2 separate regions of the Capsicum annuum genome follow, and region 1 is linked to region 2. The links are chromatin contacts, called in public Hi-C maps. All regions are on one chromosome and are shown on one strand. Each heading gives the region's core, a stretch centred on a gene start, on an enhancer-like site or on the middle of the called end of the contact. The rest is flanking DNA. Distances are from core to core; before and after follow the strand shown. Region 1 overlaps LOC107840918 (putative protein TPRXL). Region 2 overlaps LOC107840927.

Region 1 (6,606 bases), core at 2,021-4,520, 67 kb after region 2:
ATCAGGATCTCAGCTTGTAAAAATCGTGGGGTGAGAATTGTTATGTTCTAAGAACCATGGCATGTTCGATGAATGTACAACAAATTTTTATCTGTTCATCACATGAATTTCAACCAATAAAAAGTGTTAGATCATAGATTTCAAAATAAGACATTGTCAATTAGGATTTTTTAATTTTTTAATTAATAAAATGAGGACCAGCGGGAATGTGCCACTTCATTAATGAAACCTTTGTTTATTTATTTAATATTGAAAATGTTAAATAAAGAATATTTTGGAGCCCAAATATAGATGTGAAGGGTATTTTGGAGCCCAAATGTAGATGTGAAGGATACTATAGAGCCTAAAAATGAATGAAGGGTATTTTGCATCACTTTCAATAGGTGAAGGGCATTTTAGGCCCTTTTTCATAGGATATATAGACATTATGATTTTGTGAGGGAAGAAAAATCAATGAAAATCCATCTTGATCTTTATTTTTGAAGGTAAAATCACCTAAATGTACACTCTAAGAGTAAATATTACAAAATCTACCACTATTATTTTTTATTTACAAAATCTACCAATTATTCAGTTCCCTTTTTCCTAAATATTACAAAATCTACCACTATAATTTTTTATTTACAAAATGTAGTTTTTATTTCCAAAATCTACCAAACTATTCAGTTCCTTTTTTCTGTAAAAAATCTAATCCAAAAACCCCTACTCTTCCTTTTTCTCTCCTCTCTTTCTCTCAGTTAAAAAATCACACCTTTAACCTTCCATGACTGCTAAAATCGAAGTAAGAAATACAAAAATCATCAAAAAGTCAAAAAATTGTGTAGCTACCTCTTCCAAAGTTACCAAAAATCACCCAAAAGATTAAAAAAAACACTCAAAAGAAGATTGGAGCTGTCGGACTATTTCTGAAATTGGATCTGCAAGAACTTTAACTCTGCCTCTTTTCCTTTCCACCTTAGTCTCATTATTCACGTTCACAGCAAAAAAAAGAGTTCTAAATTCACTATGTTCCTATTTACACCTGTTTGCACCTTAAAAGAATGCAAGAAACCAGTTACATAGCTATACGACACATGATCGTTAGAAAAATAGACACCAGTTACAATTTTTCAGAAGTATTGCAAAATGTAGCTATGCAATTTCGAGGAGTTTCGAGAATTTTTTGATGACATCGGCAAGTGAAGGTTATCAATGATTTTATGGTGCATGAATTGTATAGAAATTGATGTATCAATAGTTTTATGGTGTCTGAATTATATAAAAATTGGTGTATTAATAATTTTATGATTTTTGAAATAGTTAGAACTTGATATATTAATAATTTTATGGTGTCTGAATTATATAGAGATTGGTATATCATCAATTTTATTTTAAGGTGTCTTAGAAATTGGTATATCAATAATTTTATAGTGTTTGAACTCTTTACAAATAGGTGTATCAATAATAGTAATTTTATAGTGTCGAAAATATATAAAAATTGGTGTATCGATAATTTTATGGTGTCTAAAATGTATAGAAATTGATCTATTATGGTGTTTGATCGATATACAAATAAGTTTATTAATAATTTTATGGTGTATGAAATTTGTATAAGATGTGGTTTGAATCAATCGGAGAATTTACTATCGATGTTTTTTCTTAGAAGTATTAAAAATTAATGTTCATTGAATTAAATAAATTAAATTTAAAAACATAAAAAAAAAAATATCAAATAAATGTGTTGTTTTTATGGTTATCTTATTTACTATTTTTTTTTTAAAAGAACTTAGTTGAAAAATATAGAAGAATTTATAAGATAAAATATCAATTATTAAATTGTCTTCTTAAATCATGCTATTTTAACTGTGTGTTTTTTACCTTTGGTAGATTTTGTTATATTTTATAAATTAAAAACTAGTGATAGTTTTTGTAATATTGACTCTTACCTTGTATAGTTATGTGATTTGCCCATTTTTGAATCTGGTGGAGAGCTTGTAAATTTTCAGCTACTACAAGGCAATAACGTTCTCAAATCAAATGAATTACATTTGATGCAATTCGAGTGTTATTTTCTACCAGCATGTTTGAAGAAGGCTATTTAGGTTATTAGGAAGGCGCGTCTGGTACAAGGCATTCAGCGCCCTTGTTGTCTCCTCACTAACGTCACTCCTATCAAATATCTAATTAATGATAGATATTGATGGAAAAAAGAGATACTACATATAATAGATGACATGTTATCTTGTGCATAAATTTGGTAGTTTAATTTTAGTATAAATAACATAAATATCAATCCTTTTAGAAGTAATTACACTATCTCCCACTTTTTTAATTATTTTACTCTCTCTCCCTATTAATATACATAACATAGCCGACATATACATAGCATTCTGTGTATATGTTGAAATTTTTGTAATATATTTAGGGAGTTGAGATTTTTTATAATATTTGAAACATAAGTTGTGTATTTATATAATTTTTAGTTCATTGTATGTTTCTCAAACACATCGATAAGCTAGAAATGTGATTAGTTCACGAGTTTTGAGTAGTAAAATGGCATCTACAATATATATTGGATGATTCCTCATGCAAGATGAACGTTTGAGGAGAAATGTATAATCAAACATAAAAAATGTTATATCAACTATCTTAAAGAAAAGCACATGGAGTATAATTTAACCTAAAATTTGCCTCACAACACTATTATTTTCATGTATCTTTAATCAGATTTAATAAAGCAGAATCTGTAACCAAAAAATGACATTAAATTTATTTTGATCGGTATACCTCGAATTCGACTTTTCCCCCCCTCTTAATTCATTGTCAGGGATATATTAGTTGTCTTCATTTGTCAACATTTATTAAGCTAAAGCCTACTAGTTCATGTGCAACTTGGAGATATACCTGTCTGGATGTAATTATGTGCACTAGCCTAGGCTCAATGCTTTGAGTTTATGTATGTACAAAAGAAAAATTCTGAGACATTTTTAACCCAATAGATGTAAGAAAGAGCATTTTGAGTTATTTTTAATACGTTCAGGGAATTTTTTATCTTTTACAATTGAAAATACAATTTCTCCACTTCGTTATCGTACTTGATTAAACAACAAACAATAAACCAACCCATCAGATGCCCCATTATCATATCTATACCACTTGAGATTTAGCTGGCATCCAGTTTCTACTGGCGGTTGAATAAACATTTCGTTGATTGCTTTCGTTAACATGTTTTTCCAATCCACAAGTAAGAATTTTGAGAGTGGAGTGGCATGGGGCAGGGAAGTAAAGGAGGACGAGAAAGGAATGTCAGAATTGAGGAATTGTGTTAACAGAGGGTCATAGAACAGGACTATCTTCTGAAGTTGTTAATTTTGAGCATACAAGTCAATTCTCTGAAAGCTCTAGTTGTGCACAACTGTCTTGCTAGAAGTCCTCATTAGGTCAGGTTTAAGTATTGTTTTTAATCTACAGATTCATCTCCTTTTGGTTCCATATTCAAAATTCTACAGGCACTTTCCCCAGTTTCAGGTGCTGATACACTCATTGAGGAGCACTGGTCAACCTTATATTCCCTCTCATCAACTAAAGATTTCATGTAGGAACAAGGTCGGTCCTCGGTCTCCATATGACTAGGCTCCTGCCCTGGAGTAAAATGCAATTCAAATGATGATGGTCCGGGAGGTTGGGTCCTCATTTGAACAGACCGCAAAAGTGCAGCTCTCCTTAAGTCAGCAGAATGGCATATGTCACTTGGTGATGATGGAAATCGACCCTCAGAATCAGAACCTCGTTGACGAGGTTGTGGAGATGTAGCAGGAGGGAGGTAGCAGGAATGTGATGGGCATGACGTGGAGGGAGGGCCTGATGAGAACCCATTCACTGGTCTGTGATATCGGTAGGGTGAGACTGGACTAGTTGGTCTACTCTCAGGTTGGGGGGAGCTGGTATTTGTCAAAGGCTCATAGCATCTAGAATCATCTGAATCTTCTGACATTGGGGAATATTGAAAGGACATCTCGTCCCTGAAAAACAAACATAAAAAGTCAAATAAAACTTGATAACAAATAAGCAAGGAGACAGCAAATACAGGATCTTCATCTCTACAGGTGCTTCACGGGGAGCTAATCAAAATTAACTTTCACAAATATAAGCAGATCCAAAAGCATGCATCATGATAGATTGGTCTATCTACAGATTCTCACATTCGTTTGTTTCTTTTCCTCATCATGTGTGGTTCTGGAAGGAATTAAGAAATTCTCCACACACTTTCTGGGAATAAAATGACCAAAAACACCAACCATAACTTCGAAATGGATTTTTGCACGATTCATGCTGTTTTATTTTACAGTAGATACATTATCCTTGCCATTTGCATGGGGCATCAGTTCTCTAACAACAAACTATAAGGCACGTCACCCCCTTTTAAGATTTTGAAACCACAAAACCATACAGCGGTAACCCCACTGTTACACTTAAAAGGTCAAATGACTATATGGTCTGTACTTCCTTGCCAACCATTTTTTGCTCTTAATTCCAAGTGCCATGACAGGCAACACCGACAGAGGTATCACTGCTCGCTTCATCAAGTAATCTTTTGATATGTTCCAGTGTTGGCATATCTGATGCTCTCAACATTTCTCACTTACTGTAACAGAATTGTTCTAGCGGGCACTACAATGTTTCATAGAATCATAGTAGTGACTTTTACAATGATCATCACAAAATCAGCAAAAACTAATTACTCTCTTAAGAAAGACAGGAGACAGCTGCCTGATGACATCAATGAGTTTTAGTTTTCTGTTATTCATCAATCAAAAAGGAGCTGTCACCTTTTGGTCGCTCGTTTCTACGAGTTTTGAGGGTGTTTTGGCTAATTTATCTGTCAAAGATTCAAAGATGCAGACATGAAACCAAGAAGGCAGAATCCCACATATTCACTTGCAACTAGACCCATAGAAACAGCTTTCCTCTACTGTTGTGTTTCATCAGTTCTACAAATCTTAAGGTTTTATTTTAACACACTCCTACACGGGACCACCTCCTATGGCATGATATTCTGGTGGTGAAATCCAAGAGGTCAAATATTTTTTTTGAGAAGGTAACATTTCCAAGAGGTCAAATATGTGAGCATATGTCATCCATATGTGCATTTTTATACAAGGGAAATATGAGAGAAAGAGTTCGGGGAATGGCAAAAAGTTGAGGTGGTAATTCTGAATCTTACTTGTTTGTTTATTGCTTCCAACTTAGAGAGTAACATACTAGAAAAGGGAACCACTAATCCTCAGATACAATAATAAGGCAGGTAGCCCTTAGGGCTTAGTTCAAGTGGCAAAGGGTAAGGAACTTGTGACTTAGATCACAGGTTCGAGCCCGGCCATGCAAACTAAGCCTGGTATTTAAGTGGAGAAGGGTACAGGAGAAGGCACATTATCATCCCCGAGTTTCAAAAGCTACAGTTGATCCTAAGGGTGGTTCAAACGGATTTCTCAGTCATAAGAAAAATACAGTGGGTAAGATTCAATTGAAAATTGGAGATGGACAGGACAGCTACATAAACCAGCAAGTCATGGAAGTTATTAGATGTTGAAGTCCCCACATCCAATATATTTGCTAATCAGATATATTATAGTTTATTTGTTATAGAACATTGTCACAGCATACAATTCTTCTCTTTTTCATTTTCTCAATTAATAGGAGGGTCTGGACCAAATGACGCTAGTAGTTCAATTTAACCTTCTAGAACTTTTGAAATGCAGCAGCCGATAGATGTTAAAGATCTTAGGAAGCCTAACCTAAACCAGCATCATCTAAAGCATAAACTGCAGTGGAACAATTGATGTATGTGGAAGTGGAAGTGGATAGGGCGGACAATTTGCTTCTTAGACTTGAGCACTGCCCCAGATCCAGATTCTATGAGATGGAAGCATAATAATGATGGGAAATTCTCTGTTAAGAGGGCTTATGAAACAGGTAATGCACAGCTGAACAGAAGACAACAATTTTTGTGGAGCAATATTTGGAAAAACATAGCACCAACTAAAGTTAAATGCTTCACATGGCTGGTAGCAAGAAAGGCATGTCTGACACAAGAAAAGCTCTAAAGAAAAAGGGGCAGATTATAGTTTCCAGATGCCAACTCTGTGGTGAAACAGACGAAACAAATAGTCACCTTTTTCTAAATTGCAAATTAACTACAGAGTTATGGGCTCCGTTTCTTACACTCACATAAACGAAATGGACTATGCCTGAGCATACTGCAGACCTGTTGAGCTGTTGGATCAGAAGAGGAGGAAGTAAGAGCCAGAAGAGATGGTGGAGAATCATCCCACGTTGTATTTGGTGGTCTGTATGGAAAGAGCGAAATAGCAGAAGCTTTGAAGATAGGTCCAATTCCATTCACATAGTTAAATGGAATTGTATTGTATCTATTTATTTTTGGTGCAAAAAGATAGACAGACGAATTAGAACTAGTAGATCTGTCAGGGTCTTTGTAAGTAGTTTCCTTTCCTTCTCTCCCTATTTCTCTTTTGAAAGTGTCCAGCATATCCCTAATGCTGAAGAATACAACATTACCAGTTCAAAAAAAAAAACAATTGATGTACGTGGAAGAAAAAGAAAAACAAC
Region 2 (6,659 bases), core at 20-2,519:
GGAAGAAATCAATCCAGAAACCACTTCGCTTTATTACAGAATCACCATTAATCATATTCCTTATTGTTCCATGTGGTTCTCGACCATTAGCATCCATTTTCCTTGCATGTACCTATTTTTTGTATGCGGTAAACTATGAGAGACTGATACCGACACACGGAAAAAAGTATGAGAAGACTGATAATTGACATCTGGGCTTTTCATTTTCTCGCTTCTTTTCCTTAGCAGAACATACTGTTCTTCCATTATTGGTGGACACTGGTTGATATCCTATGATATTTCATCTATTTTTTGGTCATAGTTTTAATATGCCATCTGAAATCAAATTGTTGCGCAGCTTGTTACTAATTTGATCTTGCCTTTACTAGAATGGATGAGAATATACTTGGTGTAACTTTGTTACGTATTTTTCTCTTCTTAGGTTGAATGGTACTATTGTTTGCGGTCATTGCCTATCAGCTTCTCTACTGCCTAGCAACTCATCATCTGCTTCCAAGTCTGAAAATGAGGATGCTAGATGCAAGATGGCTTTACAAATTAAGAAGTACTTGACAGAACTCAAAAGTCAACTTACGGAAAAGAAAGGGGATCTGGAGGAATGTATGGTGCTGAAAGTGCATATGGAGGATCTTCAGATGCTGCATGAGGGGATAATGCACCTTGAAGATCTGCCTTCCATCATTGATACATCTGACGATTGATTCTTGATTTTCAAAACATCTTCTCTATTCAAGAATGTTCACATGCTAACAATAATATCACTAGCTTCAAGCCTCTTCGTTCCCCTTCCCACAAAAACCCTTCATGTGTCTCCTTGACATTGCTTTTAGCTGCTGAAATACACCTTTTTACTGCCTGTCCCATCTTGTAAGGAATTGGTTGCCCTAAGTATTGTACCATTATATATGCAATAGTGGTGCATATATAATTCCAGGGGATTTATGCAATTATCCCTATATGAAATGTTAGTCGAGTTTTCCCTTATGCATGTCCCTAGTTTAATTGCTTAATTCAATTTCATTTTCATATTTACTGGTCTGGACAGGAAAGCTTAACTAAGCTATGCCTTGACTATCCGATTTTAACAGGGATGGATGTGTATTCTTGCGAGAAAAAGCAAAGAAGATATTGATGTCCTTATTAACCCTAAGTCAAGGGCAAGTCAGGTCCCTTGTTCTATTATTCTTTTACTGCCCCATTTTCTGGTAGCTGAAAAGGTTATCACCCGAGGGATGATTGTTTGTGGTAGTTTTTACCATTGATTGCTTTCGGCGCTTGCGTCTTCATTAACTGCGGCTGTCACCGGCTATCTCCTCCCCAAATAACCGTAAATATCACTTAGCAAACTGGGATATATAGTTTCAAACTGCCGAAATGCACGGCATCATGGGATGTGAAAATCTGCTTTGTGGGCGTTATGTCGACAGAGAGAAGGACAAGGAAATTGAGTTGGCCTGGATGTTGTGTAATTGTTTCTTTGACAGGTCTCATGAATTTGTAGCAGTGTAATATGTTGTTTGACAAATAGGTGATTAGAAGTCGGACTGCTCTAATTCGGTTAACATATCTTAAATTGTCTGTTGACTAATTTGTCAAAACCAAAAAAAAATAAAAAGCGGGGGGGGGGGGTGCTGGGTCTTGTTTGGTCAATCCACAATTCCAGAATCCAATCTTAATTTCAATCCTCAAAGACTACGATTCAATCTGTTGTATCAGCCAAACAAACCTTTTCCTGAGATGGAATAAACATCTATGTAACATTTGAATTAGAAATGGATAGGAATCAAAAATTCACTTTAAAGAATTAGAAATGGTTCAAAGACGATATCATTCCACAGAGGTTTAAATTTGCACCTAACTTTGGTCCAGTTTGGCTATGAAAATAATATTTTTTGGAGTTGGAGTTGGTGTTTTGTTTTACCATGAATATAAATTGGAGTTGTTTTTAAAATTTTCTGAGAGAAATAGGAGTGAGAAAAGTGAAAACAAGTTATCACTTTTTCAAAATAATTTTTATTAAAGTAAAATAATTCTTATGGTCAAACGTATTTTTATATTTAAGTTTAAAACAGTCCCACCATAAGCGGTGCACTTATATGATATTTAATTAAATCTTGATTAAATATGTGATTTGTATTTGTATACTAGATATTGGAGTCTGTGTCAGCACAAGCCCCGATGTGCTACTTTTTCAATATTATATGTTATTTGTTTGTCTTAATTTATATGATGCTGATGAAATGTTTGAGAAAGTCAATCAGATTTGCTATATATAGGTTTAGATATTTTAAGTTGTTAATTATATTATAATTTATACGACTTTTAATGTAATTTTCAAGTAATATCTCTTTATCCTAATTAATATGACATCGATAACTATTGTAATCTATAATACTTTTTCGACATTGTAATTTACTATTTTATGTTGTTTGCAATTGTAATTTATAGTACTCTTCTTGTTTAAACTTTTGTGGTATTGATAGTGAATTTAGACTTTCAAAGCAATTTAAGTTTTTAATTATTGTAATTTATAATAGTTTTTTTCTATTTCAATTTAAGCGAAACTGATGTAATTTTGAGAGTAAATCAAATATCACGATTGAAATAGCGAAACCAGCACGTCTTGAATGACTCATAATGACTAATTAAAGTGATATAACAAAATTGCTATAAAAAATGCTTGTGAAATTTTTTAAGTGGGCCTTACATAAGATACCAAATTAATTTAAAACATCAAGAATTAATTTATCATTTTATGTTTATTTCACTTTTTAAAAATAGATATTATCAATTTTTAAATACTTAGATGACTCATAATAATTAATTATATGTGATATATTAAAATTATAGTTGAAGCGGCTGAAACAACCATATCATAAATATCCATTTTACTTTATAAGTGTCTATTTTATTTTTCATTAAATATTATAATTTTTTTAATACGTAAATGTCATATAATAATTAATTAGGGGTGATATAATAATATCACGGAGCAAGCAGGCAGTAAAAAACATATATATATATATATATATATATATATATATATATATATATATACACACACACACATATACATATATTAAAAATGTGAAGACCCTTAGAAAAGTGATTTGAACTTTTTGCCCTTTAATTAAAAGACTCTTCTTTAGACAAAACTATATTTTCACTAAATTTTTTAATTTATTTTTTATTATGTTAACTAGACTTCCTAAAATATATGGGACTCCTAAAATATATGATAGGAAATATAATTAAAAAATTTCCTTTTTATTAGACTTTCTAAAATATATGGAACTCTTAAAATATATGGTATGAGAATTAATTAATATTTTTCTTTCTACTGTTTTATTAGAAAATACTTCTAATAGGACTCTATTAAGAAAATGTTTCTATAAATATTGAGATGCATGTTAAACTAGAGAACAAACCGGTTTATCTATTGGGAGAATATGATTGATGTTCATCTAACTTGATTCGATTGTATATCTAGATTGGTGGATGCTTGATTAAGTTGACTTTGAAGAATTTCTTGTATAAAGGTTAGATTTAATTGTATTGTTAATATCTTTATTATTTTATTATTTTATTTTAATTTACAGATGCTAGATGAATGTGGGTCGGCTTTGAAATTTTTTTAGGTAAAGGTTAGGTTTAATTATATTATCGTAATGTCTTTATTAGTTTGTTATTTTGTGGTAATTTACAGTTCGTATAGGCTTTGAGAAATTTTTGTGTGTAAAATTTAAGTTTAATTGTATTGTTTTGATATCACTTTTATCGTATTATTTTGTTACAGTTTACAGGTGATAGATAAATGTTGGTCGGCTTTGAGGAATTTTTTTATGTAAAGGTTAGGTTTGGTTGTGTTATTTTGATATCTCTATTATCTTATTATTTTATTATTGTTTATAGGTGGTAGATATGTATCGGACGACTTTGAAAAAATTTTTGTATGTAAAGATTAGATTTAATTGTATTATTTTGATGTTTCTATTATTGTATTGTTTTGTTGCAATTTACAGATGGTAGATGAATGTCGATCGACTTTTAAAAATATTTTTGGTAAAGGTTAGGTTTAATAAATAAATTCTCCAATCTTTACATACTCAAAAGATATTAAATTTAATTATTATATCCATCTTTATTATTTAAATAAATATATATTTATATATACTTTGAAAATTTGGCTAAATATATCCTTCGACATATTTTTGGGCCAAATTTACCCTCACTATCATACTTTAGGGTTAAATTTACCCCGTAACATTGAAATATTGACTAAATATATCCTTCGTCATACTTTGGGGTCAAATTTATCATTGATATCATACTTTGGGTCAAATATATCCTTGATGTCATACTTTGGGGTCAAATTTACTCTCGTTGTTAAGTTAAATTTTCATATGTACCCTTTCATTATAAAAAAGCTCAAATCAATGTTAAACGCTCCATTTTTTAAAAATAAAATACACCTTAGTCTAACCCGTCTAATTCGATTCGAGCCACAAAAAAGACATAAATAAATATAACCTCTTCAGTTTTGTTGGTCAAATTTTTCCAACGAAATTAATCCACTAAATATTTATCAGTGCATAGCTCATGAAAAATTTCTCTTCATCAGTGCAAACACAAAGAAATATCTCAGTTCATGGATCTGCATCAGTTCAGAACTCATGAAAAATGACACTTAACGGTCAAATGCATTAGACTAGGCCCGTTGAATATTTCTCCGAATGATTGAGTTAAGAGGTTTCTCCATGTGTCAATCATGACATCTCTTCATTCATATATCTTTATATGTAATTTAGATTTATACAAATTTTTCTTCATATCATTTGCTCAGAAAATTTATTCACTAGTTTTGGAATCTAGATGCACATAAAATTACATACCGAATTTTAAAATTTGAACATAATCAAATAAGAGCAGAATTTGTAACAGACATTTTATCTAGTACGATGCTTCTACATTATCCTACTTCATTTTATTTTTTATTCATTTGTAAACAACCTACCAGTTTTGTACATTGAAAGAGAAATATTTTCGTTCATTGAAAAACTTTGATCAACAGAACTGAGAAAGGGGTATATTTGTTTGTGTATTTTTTGTAGGTTGGGTCAGGAGAATTAGATTAGGGCGTGATTTATTTTAAACAATTGAGCAATTTAATATTGATTTGGGATTTTCTGTTAAAAGAAGGATACAAGTGATAAGTTTCTTAACAATGAGGGTGAATATAACCCAAAAGTATGAAATCGAGGATAAATTTGGTCCTCAAAGTATGACGAATGATATATTTATCCAATTTTCTAAAGTAGAGGGATAAATTTGTCCCAAAGTATGACATCGAGGATAAATTTGATCTCAAAGTATGACAAAGGGTATTAGTCATTTTTTTCAAAGTAGAGGGATAAATTTGACACTTTATCCTTATATATATATATATTGTAGTTAAAATTTTCATGGAATGTCCTATTTTAGTCATCATATTTAAGGAATACCTATTTTATATATTTTTTTTATCACGAATCTCAGTAAGGTATATATGAAAACTTATAGACAAGTTTAAGACGTGCTTCAGTCATGTATGACGGATAGGATGTACATAGGCGGGTTGCTTTGACTTTTTATTAAAAAAAAATTCAAACCAATCATGTCGGTTTATTAAATCTATAAATCAAATCAAACCAACATAAAATTATTATTTTTTTGTTTAGATTTTAGTCGATTTTTTCGGTTGTCTCAATTTTTTGATTTTAATTATTTTTTAAAATAATTTTTACTGTTTAAAATTATATTGTGATTGTAGATGAGATCAAATATACTTTCATTCATGCGTTAGTGGAAAATTACAATTATGAAAATAAGGAGCGGAAAGGAGTACTGGAGAACACTCAGAAAACTAAAACGTAGGATGAAGGGTGACCGAAGAGCGAAAAGTTTTAGCTAGGTTTAATTTATATTGAACTTTGGATCATTTAGTTATCAATTAATGAATAAATATTTTTTGAAAAATTACTTAAAACGACATCTTAAGTTTCCTAAACTTCTTAAAATTTTCTCTCTTTGTAAAAATTACAAATTTTTGCTTATTTTAATAGATTTAAGTAAAACACCAATACATCTTTTTGTCATTCCTAAAAGTTCGGTTACTTTTCAACATAACCGGCAACACACAAATCAAGCAACAATTTCTACAGTTACTCCCCCATTATCTGGCTTTTGAATTGTGGAAGTTTTCCTCCATCTTTAACTTTAATTATCATCTCAAAAAGTTCAACAACTTCTCTCAATTCTCAAAATATTCATTGACAGTAAGCTTTTAACCTCATTTTTCCTGAGGTTAGTTTGTTTTCATTGTTGTTGAAAATTGAGTAATTTGAAGTATTGAGCCATTATTGATTCAATTAACTGTTACAAACTCATTTTTAAGTTATATAATGTTTCAGATTCTGAACCATCTTTTTAGCATAGGAAGTTCTCAATTAGAAAACCTCAATCAAAATAAAATTATTGTTAATTTTGTTCCTGATGTTTTTGGTAAAGACTCTAAAGATTTTCTTGAAAATTAATCAAAATGCAACAACGATTCCATTATGATGAAAGAATTAAGGAAAACACTTGAAGTAAAGAAAAAATGAGAAAAATAAGTTCTCAGT

What was found. Hi-C and Micro-C count contacts between places; a contact is called where the count stands out from the background.
Region 1: a Hi-C map of leaf shows a contact between it and region 2, with 3 times the contacts expected there. The contact joins two enhancer-like sites. A contact is called at or near these places in 2 of 5 Hi-C or Micro-C datasets (both in leaf).

What each region holds. Positions count from the first base shown.
Region 1 is chr1:162,155,226-162,161,831 of UCD10Xv1.1, forward strand. LOC107840918 (putative protein TPRXL) reads right to left here. Exons shown (of 3, transcript XM_016684871.2): 3 at 3,300-4,001. The coding sequence ends at 3,440. Among protein-coding and RNA genes, the nearest start is that of LOC107840918, 5.4 kb to the right of the region's middle. Within about 2 kb of position 3,271, at least 3 of the 5 cell types and tissues checked have an H3K27ac peak or open chromatin away from gene starts, as enhancers often do. A contact at or near this core is called in leaf, where this site is marked.
Region 2 is chr1:162,089,867-162,096,525 of UCD10Xv1.1, forward strand. LOC107840927 reads left to right here. Exons shown (of 7, transcript XR_007052645.1): 6 at 422-852; 7 at 915-982. Among protein-coding and RNA genes, the nearest start is that of LOC107840927, 10 kb to the left of the region's middle. Within about 2 kb of position 1,270, at least 4 of the 5 cell types and tissues checked have an H3K27ac peak or open chromatin away from gene starts, as enhancers often do. A contact at or near this core is called in leaf, where this site is marked.